2 separate regions of the Zea mays genome follow, and region 2 is linked to region 1. Evidence: chromatin contacts called from public Hi-C data. All regions are on one chromosome and are shown on one strand. Each heading gives the region's core, a stretch centred on a gene start, on an enhancer-like site or on the middle of the called end of the contact. The rest is flanking DNA. Distances are from core to core; before and after follow the strand shown. Region 1 holds the start of LOC103640577 (serine/threonine-protein kinase Nek2). Region 2 holds the start of LOC103640580 (protein NETWORKED 1A).

Region 1 (7,619 bases), core at 3,581-6,080:
TATGTCTACTCCTAAGACATTAAAGATAAATGTAGATAAATAGATTGCTTTGATAAGAATGTGTTCGGGGTTGTCAATCGGTCGTACCCCTTTATATTTATAGGGGAGGAGGCCTAGACCTGTTTCTAGGCGAGATCCAATAGATTCCCACGGATAAGTTATGATAACCACGCATGGGATAAGTACTCACGCTCGTGCTTACCTAGTCACAGGGGCACAGACTGTCCAGGCTCCAGGGCGGACCGTTCGGCCACTTTTGGTGTTCAACACATGTCCCCTCTGCCTCTTGGTGGAGCTTAGCAAACCAAAAGCACCGGCGCACTTCAGGGAACAATAGATCTTACACGTTATTTTCTTTCCAAAGTAAGAACTCAACTCGATGCCACCGACTATTGTGATAAGATAATATAACTATTTGATAAACTCTGATGCATAGATATCGTTTCAGATTATATCCTTTTCAACCATATTTATCTGATCAACATGTTAATAGGCAAAAACTTGTGGTGTCCTACAGCCTGAATAAGCAAATGAATTGGACCAGTAATACGGATTTATCACCGTACCATCCCCACACTTGAGTAGGACAACACATTGGCGATGAATAGGCTGAAAAGCACCATGACATCCTTTGAGGAGAATGACTAGGCGTTTCAGTGTTCATCAACATGCTCGAACTATCCGACCTTGCTCAGAGCTGATCCACTATTCAGGGAAGACAACGACTGCAGTTGCCCTAGATATGAGTTCATTGACATACCATAATATGGCTGGGATTGAGAAAACCCATTTATTGCAGATGTGTTTGGCGTAGTTGTTTTAATGCCCAATTTATGTGATGGAAAATTAGGCATATGAATTTTTACATGTGCGGTAAACTTATCAATAGACTCACTTAGCTGTTTGAATGTGTCATCACAATAAATCATAAGAGATTGGATGTCGTCGGATGGCACAGTTTTACTCATAGCAAGGGCTGTAGCAATGTCGTCTGGGAAACATGCTCTATTTCCCTCACCTGTACGACCTTCTGATGGCGATCCATCCCGAAGTGCGAGAGGTACCACCTCTCCACCTCCTTCTCTAGCTTCTTCTTATAGTCTTCAAATTTCTGCTGGTCGCTGGCCGACAAACTCTCAAAAGCCAACCTAAGGATGTCGTTGTCTGGGTAACATCACCGAGATCTTTAGGATTGGCCATTGTAGCTCATTTTAATAAATCTAAAACACAGTTGTCCCCATCGGAGTTGCCAAAAAGTGTGTTGATGCCTTTTGGATCAAACACTAACGATCCCTAGATCGCCCTCATAGAGAGTTCAGACCTTGGGATGATCCGTAGGTCTCGCCCACTGGTAGTCAGGACCTTAGGGAGCAAGGTGGTAAATAAAATGTACGACAAATAACACTCTCTGCAATGCGGTCTTTGACCCGACCTCTATATCGGCCAAACAACAACGAACCATAGGGCCTCCTCGTGATGAGAAGGATCTTAGGTTCGGCTCTGTGAGGTCCCAGTAGGTCTGCAATAGGTCATCGGGCCGCCTGGAGGTCCTCCCAGTGGCAGCGCGGGCAGTCCGGGACACTGCTGCAGGAGCAGCTCTTCTCTGCATGCTGAACGAACGGTCCACGCTCTGGGCTAGACGGTCCGCGATGGCGCAGAGGGTCTTCTTCTTTGCGAAGAACCCTAGAACTCGCCCTTGGGAGAGATCCCGTCGAGGAGGAGAGTTCCAATGCGTGCTCCCGGATCGACAGGCCACCCGAGGTGTCTTTGGTCGACGTCGAGTCGAAGAGAGATGGAAAGGTTGCGATATGTCTACTCCTAAGGAATGAAAGATAAATGCAGATAAATAGATTGGTTTGACTGGAATGTGTTCAGGGGTTCTCAATCAGCCATACCCCTTTATATTTATAGGGGAGGAGGTCTTGACCTGTTCCTAGGCAAGATCCAATAAATTCCCATGAATATGTTAGAATAACCATGCAAGTGCAAGTACTCTCGCTCGTGTTTATCTGGTCGCAGGAGCGCAGATCGTCGAGGCTCTAGGGCCGGACCGTTCGACCACTTCTGGTGTTCAACAGAAGGCCTACGTAGGATACGAATAGAAATTAAATTATACTAGCCTGCTTTTGCTATGGTTGTTATATATCAAATAAACAGGTATTGAGATATTTATTCAAATATAATTGTTGTTTATTTCTAAACCCTAAAGTACGTGTGGTCTGTTGGTTAGCCCCAAATTTCTAAAGCAGGGAGCGTGGGTTCGAGTGCTCGCTCTGCATTAAGGCGGAGCTTGTGGGATGGGCTCATAGTGTCAGCACGGAAGGTGAAGCCTTGTTAGCATCAAGCGCCAACATTAGGTTATTAATAGACTAGTATAGATTTTTTACTTAATAATTTATTTTGCTTTGTTTTATGTATCATCAGCTACTAGGTTGGTAGGCAATGACTAGTATACAAGTAATTATTAGGTGTAAATGTACAAGCGAGTCTCTTAGTCCATTAGATCTGGATATCGATATAACTGTAGATACTATCGTAGTTTGTTAGTTTTTTTATATAAAGTTATATTGGTTGTAGAAGAGTTTAAGTGCTAAATACGACATGTGGTTGTTGCCAGGTTTGTTGGTTTGTAATATGTAATAATTAAATGCGTACTTGGAAACACGTAGGCAGGAATTATATTTATTTATCTAAAAAAAGCTAGCATGGGATAATCTAATGCTTAGCCAACTTTATGCAATACAATTCGGTGCGTGCGAAAGCGTTTTTTTTCGGTTTCATATGAGGGATGACGACGACGCGTCAAGCGTTGGAGGTTAGCCTGTTCCTGGTTGAACACCAGGTCATTTTCCAGGATGCTCTCTTTTCAGGGCAAATTTCCAGGGTGACAGCGACTTAACCACCCTTCCTGCCTGCTGTAATCTCGAAAACAAGCACCCACGAACACACAGATTCGGCTGCAAAGAAACATGCTTACGAAGCAGCTTCTATATATTTACCCTGTAGAAATCTTTTATGGACATTTATGCTATGTTTGGGAGACAGAGTAACGGAGAGGACCGAGGGGACAAGAATCCATCGCTATTTTAAAGAGTGAGAGATTTTAGCCCCTGAGCATCCTTCATTATTCTTGCTTTCAAACAAGTATTTAAGATATGTAGACATATATTAAGGTCTTGTTCGGTTATTTCCAATACATATGGATTGAATGTGATTGAAAAAAAACTAAAAAAAGTTTGACTTGTTTGAGATTCAAACCCTCCAATCCCACTCAATCCACATGGATCGAGAGCTAACCGAACAAGCCCTAAAATAGATTTGGAGAATCTTCAACAGTGTCTTAAATCAATGTCATATCTTAAAATATAAAGCTCAACTCATAAAAACAACTTCAGCAGTGTTCTATTTTATAAACTTTTTCTAAAAAAATGTAGGGCACTCTATTAAGTGACCTAAATATACTACACCACCCCAGACTATGCCATATATTTGTTTTCTACATCACTCCCAACATTTTCTTTCCCAGTAATGTAATTCACTTTTAAAAGTACATGATTTAGAGCTTAATTGTTGGAGCGCAATTTGTGTTTTAGTGCCCTAAACACTTTAAATGATGTAGTATTTTAATTTTTAGGGTATTATTTTGAGTCACCTTGTTGGAGATGCTCTTACAGATATAGACATCGTTAATTATAGTATTACTAGTACAATGTCCGTTGCGATGGGCCCACTAAACCAGTGTGGTGATGAACCATATCCACAAAAAATGCTCAAAACCATAAATTTAATATTAAAGTGGATATATAATACACATATCACATAAGAAAGATATGATTTTTTTTAAAAAAATCTAACCTTTTTTTTGTATAGCTTGTTGGGTCGCTCGTAAAACCATTCGTATAACAATCAGTAAGTTGCGTGCCAAAAGAAAGAAAAGACATGTATATATGTATGTACTGTGCAGCTTGAAAGGTTTGCATTTGCCACTCACTCTTGTAAACTGCTCTTTAATCAAATATATATATTTCTTAACAAAAAGAAGTCACTTCACAATCACAAGTTAGTAATAAATTAGCATGCATGCATGCACAGAGCTAGTGGAATAGTTGAACCGAGTGCTGCCTCCCTTTTTCCTTGGTGATTTTCAAATAGTAGTGGTGTGTCATGTATACGTCATTAAACAACTCTTCTTTTTTTTTTAAAAAAACAAGTGGTACGGTGTATAGTATGCAGCTTATTATAAAGCGTGAGGCCCGCACTATCTATTTATTTATTTAGTTATATAAGTATGCAGCCTACACTAAGTACTAGCATCTATAAAAAAACAAAGGTTAGGGCATCTCGAAAAGCCTGTCTAAATTTCACTCTATTTCGAGTCATTGATATAAAAATTATTTTTATATCTTTTCAATCTTCAGCAACTTTTCTATATATCTAACACTAAGTAATGAGTATATTAAATGTCACAAAAAAATAAGTACATTCCTGCAAGAATTCAAACAAGGAGCGATATATAGGTCGGCTAAATAACTTGTCACTTTCCAGTTTCTAGCATTATCTATCTAACACTAGGGCTTCTCTGAAGCAGATGATACTCATGTGATTAGCGATACAATCATGCTCTCCGTAGCGCGCATTAGCTCGTTTAGTATATTCATCTGATGGACTCTTTTTGTTCTCACATCAAATCGGATGCAAATCCAAAAGCAACAGCAGGAAAAAAAAACGAGAATGAGAAAGAAAGAGAGAATATGATAAAAGAAAAAGGACCAATTTGACCACATCATGTGGGCCCCACACAACCCCGTCTCTCTCTCTCTCCTCACTCATCACTCTTCTTCAGTCAGAGCAGAGCCATCACGGCATCCTCGCTCCCTCCCCTCCCTCCCTTCCTCCTTTCCCACCCTTCTCTCTCTCTAGCCGCCGTGCTCTCCTTTTCTATCTCCACGGCAGGCTTCTCCCTCCCTCCCCCTCATCCCCATTGCCTTTGGGAGGCTATATAGGGCGGGACTGGACTGGATTGGATTGGAAAGGGAGCTCCCGGCGAGTTTGAACCCACCCCACCCCACTTTTCTCGCCTCGTCCCCTCGCGCTTCCCGCCGCCGACGCCGCGTCTATCTGGTCTAGGACCAAATGCCGCGAGATCTTCGCGCGTGACGCCGTCCCCCCCGCCGGAGCCGCCCTCCGAGCTCCGGGCCACGGAGCGCTTCGTCCCGGATCTCTCTGGTGGCTCAGGTGAGCTCGCTCGCTCTTGCAACTTGCAAGTGGGCCGGAGCTCCTGGCTCAGGCTCCACCGCTTCAGTTCCAGGCTCTGGAAATCGCAATGCTACTCTACCTCGCTCGCCCTCGAGTGGCTTAGGTGTGTGCGTTTTTGGAGCTGGTGACTCCCGCTCTGCCAACAAAAGAAAAGAAAAGCTGCTTGGATTCGGAGATCATACATTCCGAACATTTCTCGACGCTGCACACTGGAGCTGGCATTTCGGATTCAGCCAATCACTCCCACTGTCAGCGTATTCTTCCAGTGAGGGGTTGGTAGGAGCTGGGGCCGATTTCCTCCCCTCCCCTTCTACCACGACGCGCTCCTGACGCCGACATCTCGGCTCGCAGCTCATTCTTCTCTCTAGCCACCCCCCCCCCCCCCCCCCCCCCCTTCGGTCTTCATAAGCGGGTTTAGGGGCTTGTCGGCAGGTTTTGTCACCGAGCGCTTTGGCATCCGTAATTTCAGGCCGCTTGTCCTTTCTTGCGTTTTCCTTCCTTCCCTTTCGTTTCCGAAACCCCGCACCTTCCCCATTTCATTTCCCCCGCAGAGTAGTAGTTTTTTACTGGAATTTGTACCGGAACCAGGGCTTAATGGATGCTGTTTGCTTGTTAGTTCAGCTTCACCAATTTCTCAACAGTGTGTTTGTTCTTCTCCAGGACAGTAGAAAGGAAAGGAGAAAAGCTTGTTGTGTCTGTGTGTGAGCTGCAGACCCCGAGAGGATGGATCAGTATGAGGTGCTGGAGCAGATTGGGAAAGGAGCATTTGGTTCTGCACTCTTGGTGAGGCACAAGGCCGAGAAGAAGAAGTGAGGCTCACCTGCTCTGTTTATTACTCCGTTCTTTTTTTTTATTTGTCGCGGTTTACAGGAGATAGTACTATTTTTTAATATACAGGCTGAGCTTTTGTTCAGTAGTTTTCACCGCGCTGAATCTGTCTCGCAGGTATGTGCTCAAGAAGATACGGCTCGCGCGGCAGACCGACCGCACACGCCGGTCTGCCCACCAGGAGGTTAGCATCTTCAGCTTCATCCATGCCACCTTTTTCCGGCGTTTGGTACATCGGCAGGATTCCTAGGAATGAAAGGCCCTTTTTTTTCACCAGGCTTGGGTTTTGATGCCATTCTTCTTGGTATAGAATGGTTAGCGGTGCTGATAGTTAATAGTTGCTAAGCTAGGCAAATCACCGTATCCATACCCTCGTAATGATGATGGCGTGCCTAGTTTAGCAAGTCATGAACTGATCTGATACGAGTCTTGTGGAAATTTTCTTGCAGATGCAGCTCATCGCGACGGTCCGGAATCCGTTCATTGTGGAGTACAAAGATTCATGGGTGGAAAAGGTAGGCAAAGGAGCCAAATGGACTTGTTAAGCGGCACTGTTTTAAGTAATTGGGCGAAAACATTTTCCTGTTATGTGCGTCTCATCCGCTTCAAAAATTTCAGGGTTGCTACGTTTGCATTGTCATCGGTTACTGCGAGGGAGGAGACATGTATGTGTTTCTTCAAGGTTAAGTAGTTTGTTTTGTTCACAAACCTTTACTTCCTGGCTAACACAACCTGTATTTGGTTCAGGGCTGAAGCTATCAAAAAAGTCAATGGAAACCATTTCTCGGAGGAGGTGCAGTTCTTGGCCTTGTTTTCACTATTGCCTTCAGTTTCTCTGCTTCAACAAAGGATTCACCCAAGACTGTTTCTTTTTTTTCATTTCTAGAAACTTTGCAAGTGGCTTGTGCAACTTCTCATGGCTCTCGATTATCTGCACGCAAATCACATTCTTCATCGGGATGTGAAGGTCAGTAGCGTCGATTGATTGGTTTGGAGTACATGGTGCTAATGTGCTATCCCCCCCTCTCTTTCTAAGGCGTGTAATTAACACTTCTCGGTTTGTTTCAGTGCTCCAATATATTTATTGCCAGAGATCAAAGCATACGCCTTGGTAAGCGACTTAATCTCAGGAAAAGCACTGTACTTTATGTATGAGTTCAGCAATCCCAGTGACGATCCATTCTGAATCTGTACAAATGCAGGTGACTTTGGTCTTGCGAAAATATTGACTTCGGATGATCTTGCATCCTCTGTAAGTATGCTTGAAACCTTTTGAGTTGTCACGCATTTATTTGATGGTGTTGCTTATTACTGGTTTTGCTCCAACAAAGGTGGTAGGAACACCAAGCTACATGTGCCCAGAACTTCTTGCCGACATACCGTATGGTACTAAATCTGATATTTGGTCTCTAGGTGCGTATCACTTCAGTGTTTAGCGTTTACATAAACCATGTTTCTGCACCTAGATAGTACAAGCCTGCGATCTAATACCTGAAATTTTCTTTTTTACAGGATGTTGTATTTATGAAATGGCA
Region 2 (7,619 bases), core at 3,641-6,140, 220 kb before region 1:
TAGAAACCGCCACACATATTTTTCCTGAATTTACGCGCATGCAAGGGAACGTGATTGACTCATGCATGCATTTTGCCATAATTTTAGGATCTGTATAACCGCATGCATGCGACTGCCATGTTTTTCGGATCTGCCATAAAAATAGGATCGTAATAACAACCTACTAGAGCTATCAACCTCTCACATTGGCTCGGTATATACGCTTATAATTGAGGGATTTTATGTTCAAAACTTAAGGTTATTACGCTCCAACCCGGAGGTGCGTCCACCAGTGAACAATATGCCAGATTTTTTACGCAGTGTAACGAATTGCATAAATACCTACACCATATAGTATAATTTGTATCAGTATATGTCATAAACTAGATTTAATGTGTTTTAGCTGCATGGCTGTTGGAGGGACCTTATATTTATGAAGGAAATAAAACATTAAATACGATTTTTTTTGTTTCTATGCGTGTAATTCATTTCCTTTCATTGCACATTTTTTTATCATAAATTCGTGTGCATGCAGCTGGTAACAGATTTTTACGCAGTGTATCGAATTGCATAATTATTAACACAGTATATCATATTTAGTCTCAGTATATAGCATAAAATGGTCCTTACGTGTCTAGCTGCATGGCTGTTGCAGCGATCCTAAATTTATGGAGGAAATAAAGGATTTTAAAAACAGAAACTGCCGCATATATCTTTTCTAAATTTATGCGCATGCATTGGATCGTGTTTGACTCATGCATGCATTCCTTTTTTTGCGCTAACAGACGTGGGGCAGGTGGCGCACCCGACAGCCTGTTTGGGCGCGCTGGTTGAACCAGTTTGAAGGGGTGGTCGGCCTGGACTTCCTTTAACTATTGGAAGCCCAGGGCTCCCGTTATACCTACCCTATATATATATATATATATATATATATATATATATATATATATATATATATATATATATAAAAGAAATCAAACTACGTTAAATTTAACCAGCTTGTTTCTAAAATAGAAGAAATCAAACTATGTTAATTCTAACCAAAATTATAGAAACGCAGAGGCTAAAGATGGCGAATTGAAAGGGAACGGTACTGCTCTCTCTTTTTTCGGACTCCCTTTCACTCCGTTTTTTTTCCTGATTTTGACGGGGTGCCAAAGAAACGGTAGCTAGCTATAGCTAGGTATGTAGTGATGAGTAGCTCCAGGCAACAAGGTCAAGCCGCCGACAGTCCCTTTTGCAAGCAAATCTTTACCCTCCTCTTTTGTCCCAAGTGAAAAGTGGGTGAAAAGTGACGGCTATATATGGTAGGCTTTTCCTAAACAATAAACGCATTTTATTTCCGAGAAGAAAAAAAACTAATTGTATAAGTCGTGGTGGTTGACACATGTGACACGCACACGCGTAAGCTAGGACATGATCGATCAAACTATGTTGTCGGTATGGTCGAGGACTGACTGGACACGTGTCCAAGACGTGGGGATGCTCACAGGGTGCACTACTCACGTTTGGTTGATCCTCGAAAAACTACGCGTAAGGACAGTGGCCGAACAGTCTATGTTGTCAGCACAGTCGAGGACTGGCTGAACACGTGTCCAGTATATTACCCAATGTGGTTTGTTGGTTGATCCTCGAAATCTACCCGCGCTACGGACGGACGACGGATTTTACTCACCGTGATATATATATTACGCATTTTTACTTGCAAAATAACCAACGATATTTCCCTCTCGGTGATATCGACCTAACTCGCCTACGCACACTCATCATACCATATATCCAATTTGCAGTAACATAATACACCACACCATCTTCTTTTTTTTCACACACTTTTGAGACGATCTGCAAAGGTCTAAAGTGCGTCATGATCTGCACGACTCATTCCGAGCAAAGAATGCGTACATGGCTAGCTCTTTATCCCTTTTATTTATTATATTAGCTTTGCATAAAGCTATGAATCGAAAAAAAAAAATCAGCTATGCCATCAATTGATAATAATAGATGAAACATGTTCCTCATAATATTCCACTAGCCTACAACAACAAGAAGAATGCGTACGTACCGTCCGGACAGTGTTTAATTTAATCGTAGAATCTGGGAACAGTGTCTCTATCGATCAATACCTACACAGACTCATCATCATCGGATCAGTCACCATCGATGCATGAGATCGACTGGAGGTGGAGGCTTCTTCGTTATGCGAACCTCCCTGCCACCTCAACTGTCTTTTCGTATTTTGCGTGTGTATCACAACAAACCTTATTTGCTTATACTAATTAATACCAGATTTAGGGGGCCAATGTACATATGCATGTAGCATAGTCTAACATTACGGAGGTAACGAATCAAAACACAAATCGTAAAAATCTTGAAAAATCTTTAGGTGCAATACACACGCATGCAGTCGTCCATTGTTTTCCCGCCAATGCTTTTTTTTAAAAAAAAACAATCGATAGAAATATCTAATACAACATATAAAAACAGTTGCGTGTTATAAGATTTTAAAAGTACTATGTTCTTAATGACGATGAATGTAATCATGTCAACCTTGTTCTGTGAATCTCTCTATATGAAAATTATGGAGTTATAAAAAAAAGTTTGACTTGGAACAAGTTTATACGTACTTATATTATATCCGGAGAAAGAACTTGTAAATGGTTGTTATACACTGATTTTAATTGTGTTGTGTGTGGTCGGTTAGGGGTGTCTGGTTTACGCCTCATAAACTTTATCGCTTTTAGTCCCTAAAATATCAAATGGGGTGATTAAAATAGGTTTTCAGATAGGATTTTTCTAGAGGCCAAAATTTAGCCCCTAAAGTTTAGTGTTTAGGATGACTAAAGGAACCAAACATACCCTCTTAATGCTAGCTCTCTGAATGATTAGATCTGTGGTAATGGTAGCCAAAATTAAATGAGGTAACATTGTTACTAAAATATATAGACGACAGTCGTTGTTACTCCGTCCGTTTTTTGTCTATATCAGGGCTAACACCGTTTTTCTAGGGATTTCGATTTTTTCAAGAGAAAAATAGACTAATTTACTTTTGGGAAAATGTGGTTGCAAATTAGTCCTTAGCTAGGAGCCTAGGAACGGTGATAACATCTTGATTATTAGCAGAGAAAATATAGCACACTAGCTAGCTACATAAAACCAAAGTAATGGCATTGGTCCTTGCTTGCTCGGAATATTCATGGTACCACACTCGATCATCTTAACTAAGCAGTGCAGTTGGAGACTTGAATATTCATGGTACCCTTCTATCTTTTGAAGCCTACAAGCTGGCCCTTTTTTTTTGGATGGAAAAGGAAAAAAATAATACAAAGGCAGACAGCAACCATGCATCAACTATGGCTCCAAGTGAGCAGAAAAAAGAAGGCGAAGACAGCACGACGACCAACCAATGTACACATATAAACAACCATTCAGTGGGCACACAGCTCCACGCATGCATCCTCCTAGTCCTAGCTATCGGTCGCACTAGTACTGCCTCCACATGCTTAGCACAAACAAACGCCCTCCCGCCTGCTTTAGACGATGATTAGAGCTGGTGGTTTGGTGCGCAATCCTCTCTCCCACAGTGGCTAACTACAGCCTGGAAATTGCTACTGGTACTTGTGTATGGGATCTGAGCACTCATGGCATGGTTCGTGGATATGGCAATGCCAATGTGCATGTACTTTACTTCCTCCCTCCTATTCCGATTCCAATTTATAATCCGTTTGACTTTTTTATCATAAGTTTGACCGACTTATCTTATTAAAAAAATCTTAATTATTATTATTTTTTACAGCGATATCGTCTGCTATGAAATATACTCTAAGTATGGCTTTGATTTTTTTTTTCAATTTTTTTTGCAAAATTTTTGAATAAGGCGAGGCGGTTAAACTTGACACAAAAAAAGTTAAACAAATTATAAATTGTGACAGAGAGAGTATAATATAGAAGCATGCATGTACTAACACACTCCTTCCTTCCGCTCTAAGTTACAAACTATTCTAATTTCTTTAAGGGTAAAACCACCTTAAATTTAGCTAAGCTACGTAAAAAATATAAATACTTATGGTATCAAATAGATACACTATAAAAATATAATTAAGGAATGATATAACAATACTTAGGACTAGTTTGGGATTCCATTTTTCTAAGGGATTTTAATTTCACAGGGAAAAATAAACTAGTTTCTCTTGGAAAGATAGAAATTTCCTTAGGAAAATAGGGTTCCCAAAGTAGCCCACACTATAAATGACATGATTGTTATATAAATTTAATTAAACTTAAGATGCTTTGTCTCTCTAAAAAATAAAATAAAGATGAAAAGAGTAGTGAAAGGCATTTGATATCCTCGGAACAAGATTCGTCGTTCATAAATCAGGGGATCGTGCACGTGAACAGGTCAAGGAGATGACCAGAATATCTGACAATACCATCACCAAAAAGAAAAAGAAAAACCCCCGCTGTGTTGAGTGTTGACAAAATCACCGTCCACTGCTATGCTACCCCAGTAATAATCCCACATTTAACCGTCTACCGTTTCTTCTTGACCGTTTCCTCCTTGTCTTCGCCGAAGGAAATAAACGAAACAGTCAAAACAGCAACTAATTACTATCCCAACGTTAACAGCTCACAACTGACAGTAAACCGCGACGGTAAAAAGAAAAGAAACGAAATTTACAGTAACCTCCCTGGCCCAGCCGCAGAGACAGATGAAAATCACACTAGCCGGACCAGCCGCGCAAGCATAAAATAAAACCAGGAGTAACACAGTAAAAAAAAAGAGTAAGAGTAACACAGTGAAATCAGCAAAGCGACTGTGATTCACGCACCTGCTCTTTCTCGCAGAACAATCAACAGAGTGTTTAAGTGTACTCGCCTAATAAAAATATCAAATTGATGCGCCTTAATCTTTGTCCTTTACCTTTTTCCAATTATTAATAAAAACAATTAAACAATTAATACCCCCATCAGTCCTCCCCACACACACACCAGTACACCACACTGCTCCTGCTGCGTCCCATGATTGCAGCTGCTTCATCTCTCTCTCTCTCTCTCTCTCTGCCCAGGAGTGAGTGACAGCCTCTCTCTCTCTCTGTCCCTCTGTTCGTGATACGAGATGGTGCGGTGCTAATGTGGTGGTGGTGAGAATGATGATGGAGGTTTAGGGCTAGCTAGTGTGAGTGTGAGGGGTGAGGAAGGAGCAGCCGGAGCTGGATCTCTCTCCGTCTCGGGGCTGCAGCTGGCCAAGACCCTCCCCTCCTCCGCCCTGCATCGTAAGTCCGTCTCTTCTTCGATTCGTGTGGGAGTCACTCACGCAACGGCAATCCCCGTCCTGCATCCTAGGCCGGGCCGCCGGGGGACGAAGAGCCGCCACCTCTTTTCGTTTCTGCGACGACTGCGTTTATCTTGGGCGTGGAAAGATTCTCGTTCCTCTGCGTGCGTGCGCGCGTCTCGCTACTGTTTGCCGTTCTCGTGGCCCTTGACCAGGGCCGGCCGCCGATCTCTGCATTGGCCCTTCGTTCTGCTGCACAAGTTTGGCCATGGATTTGGTTCTGGTTCTGCCCACTGCTCTTCTTCAGGGGAGATGGGGGAATGCGTCAGGATTTTCCTTTCCTTCCCGTTGCGCTTCTTGTTCTTTGGGAAGGAGAAACGCGACGAGTTCGTGCTTCCTTTTTTTTTTTGGTAGTTTCTGTTCTGGACCCCATTTCGCCCCCACAGATTTCGCCCGGTGAACCCCACTATGTTGTAGGAAAATGCCTTGATTTCTGCTTTCCTTCCCTTGCGTCCATATTCGTATCGTCCTCGTTGGCAGCAGCAGATGGCGCCCCTGCCTTAGTAGGATTTAGAACTCGTTCGTCCTTTCTTCTTATTATTATTATCATCCTCATTGGAGCCCGTCTCCAGTCTCCACCAAGCAGCATCCAGTTCATGAAATGCTGCCCGTGTTCATGATTTCCTCCAGCACTTACTGCAGGTGCGGATTTCTGACCCGTGGTGTTCTTCTTTCGGGGAGGCGATCTCAGGCCTTGGGTGGTTGGGCCATGGGCGTTCTCTCGTCTTTATTGCGTTAGTTGGGGGGCTTCTTTTCACTGCCCTCCTTTGCCCTTTCTTTTTTCCTTTACCAATTCTTTAACCATTGTCTGATGCTCCGTTCGCACTAATGGAGGTTGCTTCCGTTCTGCACTGACCTTGTTTCTGTGCCTTTGTGTAGCAAGATGGTACAATATTCGAGCTGTTTTTGAGGGTAGGGTTCTGATTCTTCCCCTGGAAGTATTTTTTCCCCAATAAAACTTTGGGTCTTTGTGGTGGCAAAACTTGGGTAGTTTTTTCTTTCTTTCTGTTCTTGAGGTAATTTTCTCCACATTTTCGGGATGCTCAGGCGTTATTTTGCATCTGGATTTAGCAACTGCTTCTCCTCAAACCGTCGAATCATAACACCAGAATCTTGTGAAAACTATTTGTTTTCTGCGTTTCAATACCGTCCCATGCTGGGGCAGTAATTTATTGCATGAATGTGTAGCTAATCTTTATCTTTGACCATTGTTCGATGCTATTATTCCCTCTTGGCCCGTGCTGAGAACATGATATGTGGTATAAGAAATCGGAACAGAGCCATTATTTCTACCAATTGCAACTCTGATCTGTAAACTTGCGTGACCCAAGCCGTAATGGTGCCAATATTCCAGTTTTTCAGTTTTATGGCTTAGTGCTAGTTTTGAAAGTTTATGATGTTCTGCAGGTAGTAGGTTGGTGCCAGACTCTTGAACAGATTCAACTCTAGTTGCTTGGGTCTACTGCATCAGCTTTGAAGCCACAGAAGTTTTCTCAAGAGCCCAGGAGTGCTGTTCTGCTCTCTTAGCTGGCCTCAATGGCCATGTCGCCATCCAATCCAATGCGCAAGTACTCATGGTGGTGGGATAGTCACATATCCCCCAAGAACTCCAAATGGCTCCAGGAGAATCTCACCGGTAAACTTTCTTGGTTCACTATGGTGATTTCACTCAGTCTAGAAACTGGAGTGATTCTAGCCACTGCCAGAAATTAGTAAGATGTACATGCCACTATGTACTTAAGTGTCAACTTTATGTTTCTATTAATAGTTTATTCAGAGTCATCATGCCGCAGATTTGGATATAAGAACTCTGCCTTACCTATTGTAGCCTCAACTGTTCGTGAGATTATCTTAGCACCGCCTTGTGATTTTTAAGGGTTTAACTGCAATAACTTAAGTGTTTAATAAACACAGTTCTAGTTGGACGCTCTTGACTCTGATTTATTGTCGAATTAAACTTCTTGTGGAAAAGACAGCAGATTTGTAGGGCACAAGTTCATAAATAGCTTGTGGCATAAACCTGTACCGCTCATGGGTTGCAGCTATTTTATGATGATTGGACCACTAACTCTGTTGAAACAAATTCAAATCTTGGATGCTGTGAGAGCTAAGCTTACTACACAAAGAGAAACAATTAGATTTGGTGTCTGTCCAGTGCTGGCGGTGTTCTTGCACACTTGTCTGGTGGTTTATTTCTTCTTTTGCTGCATTTACTTAAAACCTGTACTGAATCAGTGTTTAATAATGTGGTCACACAGATATGGATAGCAAAATCAAAGTGATGATCAAGATTATTGATGAGGATGCTGAC

Evidence for each region. A called contact is a pair of places that touch in the nucleus more often than the background predicts.
Region 2: a Hi-C map of tassel shows a contact between it and region 1, with 8 times the contacts expected there. The contact joins the promoter of LOC103640580 here to the promoter of LOC103640577 in region 1. A contact is called at or near these places in 9 of 25 Hi-C or Micro-C datasets (bundle sheath, ear, endosperm and 3 more).

The regions. Positions count from the first base shown.
Region 1 is chr1:174,894,092-174,901,710 of Zm-B73-REFERENCE-NAM-5.0, reverse strand. It overlaps LOC103640577 (serine/threonine-protein kinase Nek2), which reads left to right and starts at 4,830. Exons shown (of 15, transcript XM_008663711.3): 1 at 4,830-5,235; 2 at 5,917-6,065; 3 at 6,202-6,268; 4 at 6,534-6,599; 5 at 6,703-6,749; 6 at 6,832-6,877; 7 at 6,971-7,051; 8 at 7,153-7,195; 9 at 7,287-7,336; 10 at 7,416-7,497; 11 at 7,597-7,619. The coding sequence starts at 5,980.
Region 2 is chr1:175,113,086-175,120,704 of Zm-B73-REFERENCE-NAM-5.0, reverse strand. It overlaps LOC103640580 (protein NETWORKED 1A), which reads left to right and starts at 4,890. Exons shown (of 6, transcript XM_008663729.4): 1 at 4,890-5,249; 2 at 6,716-6,944; 3 at 7,567-7,619. The coding sequence starts at 6,845.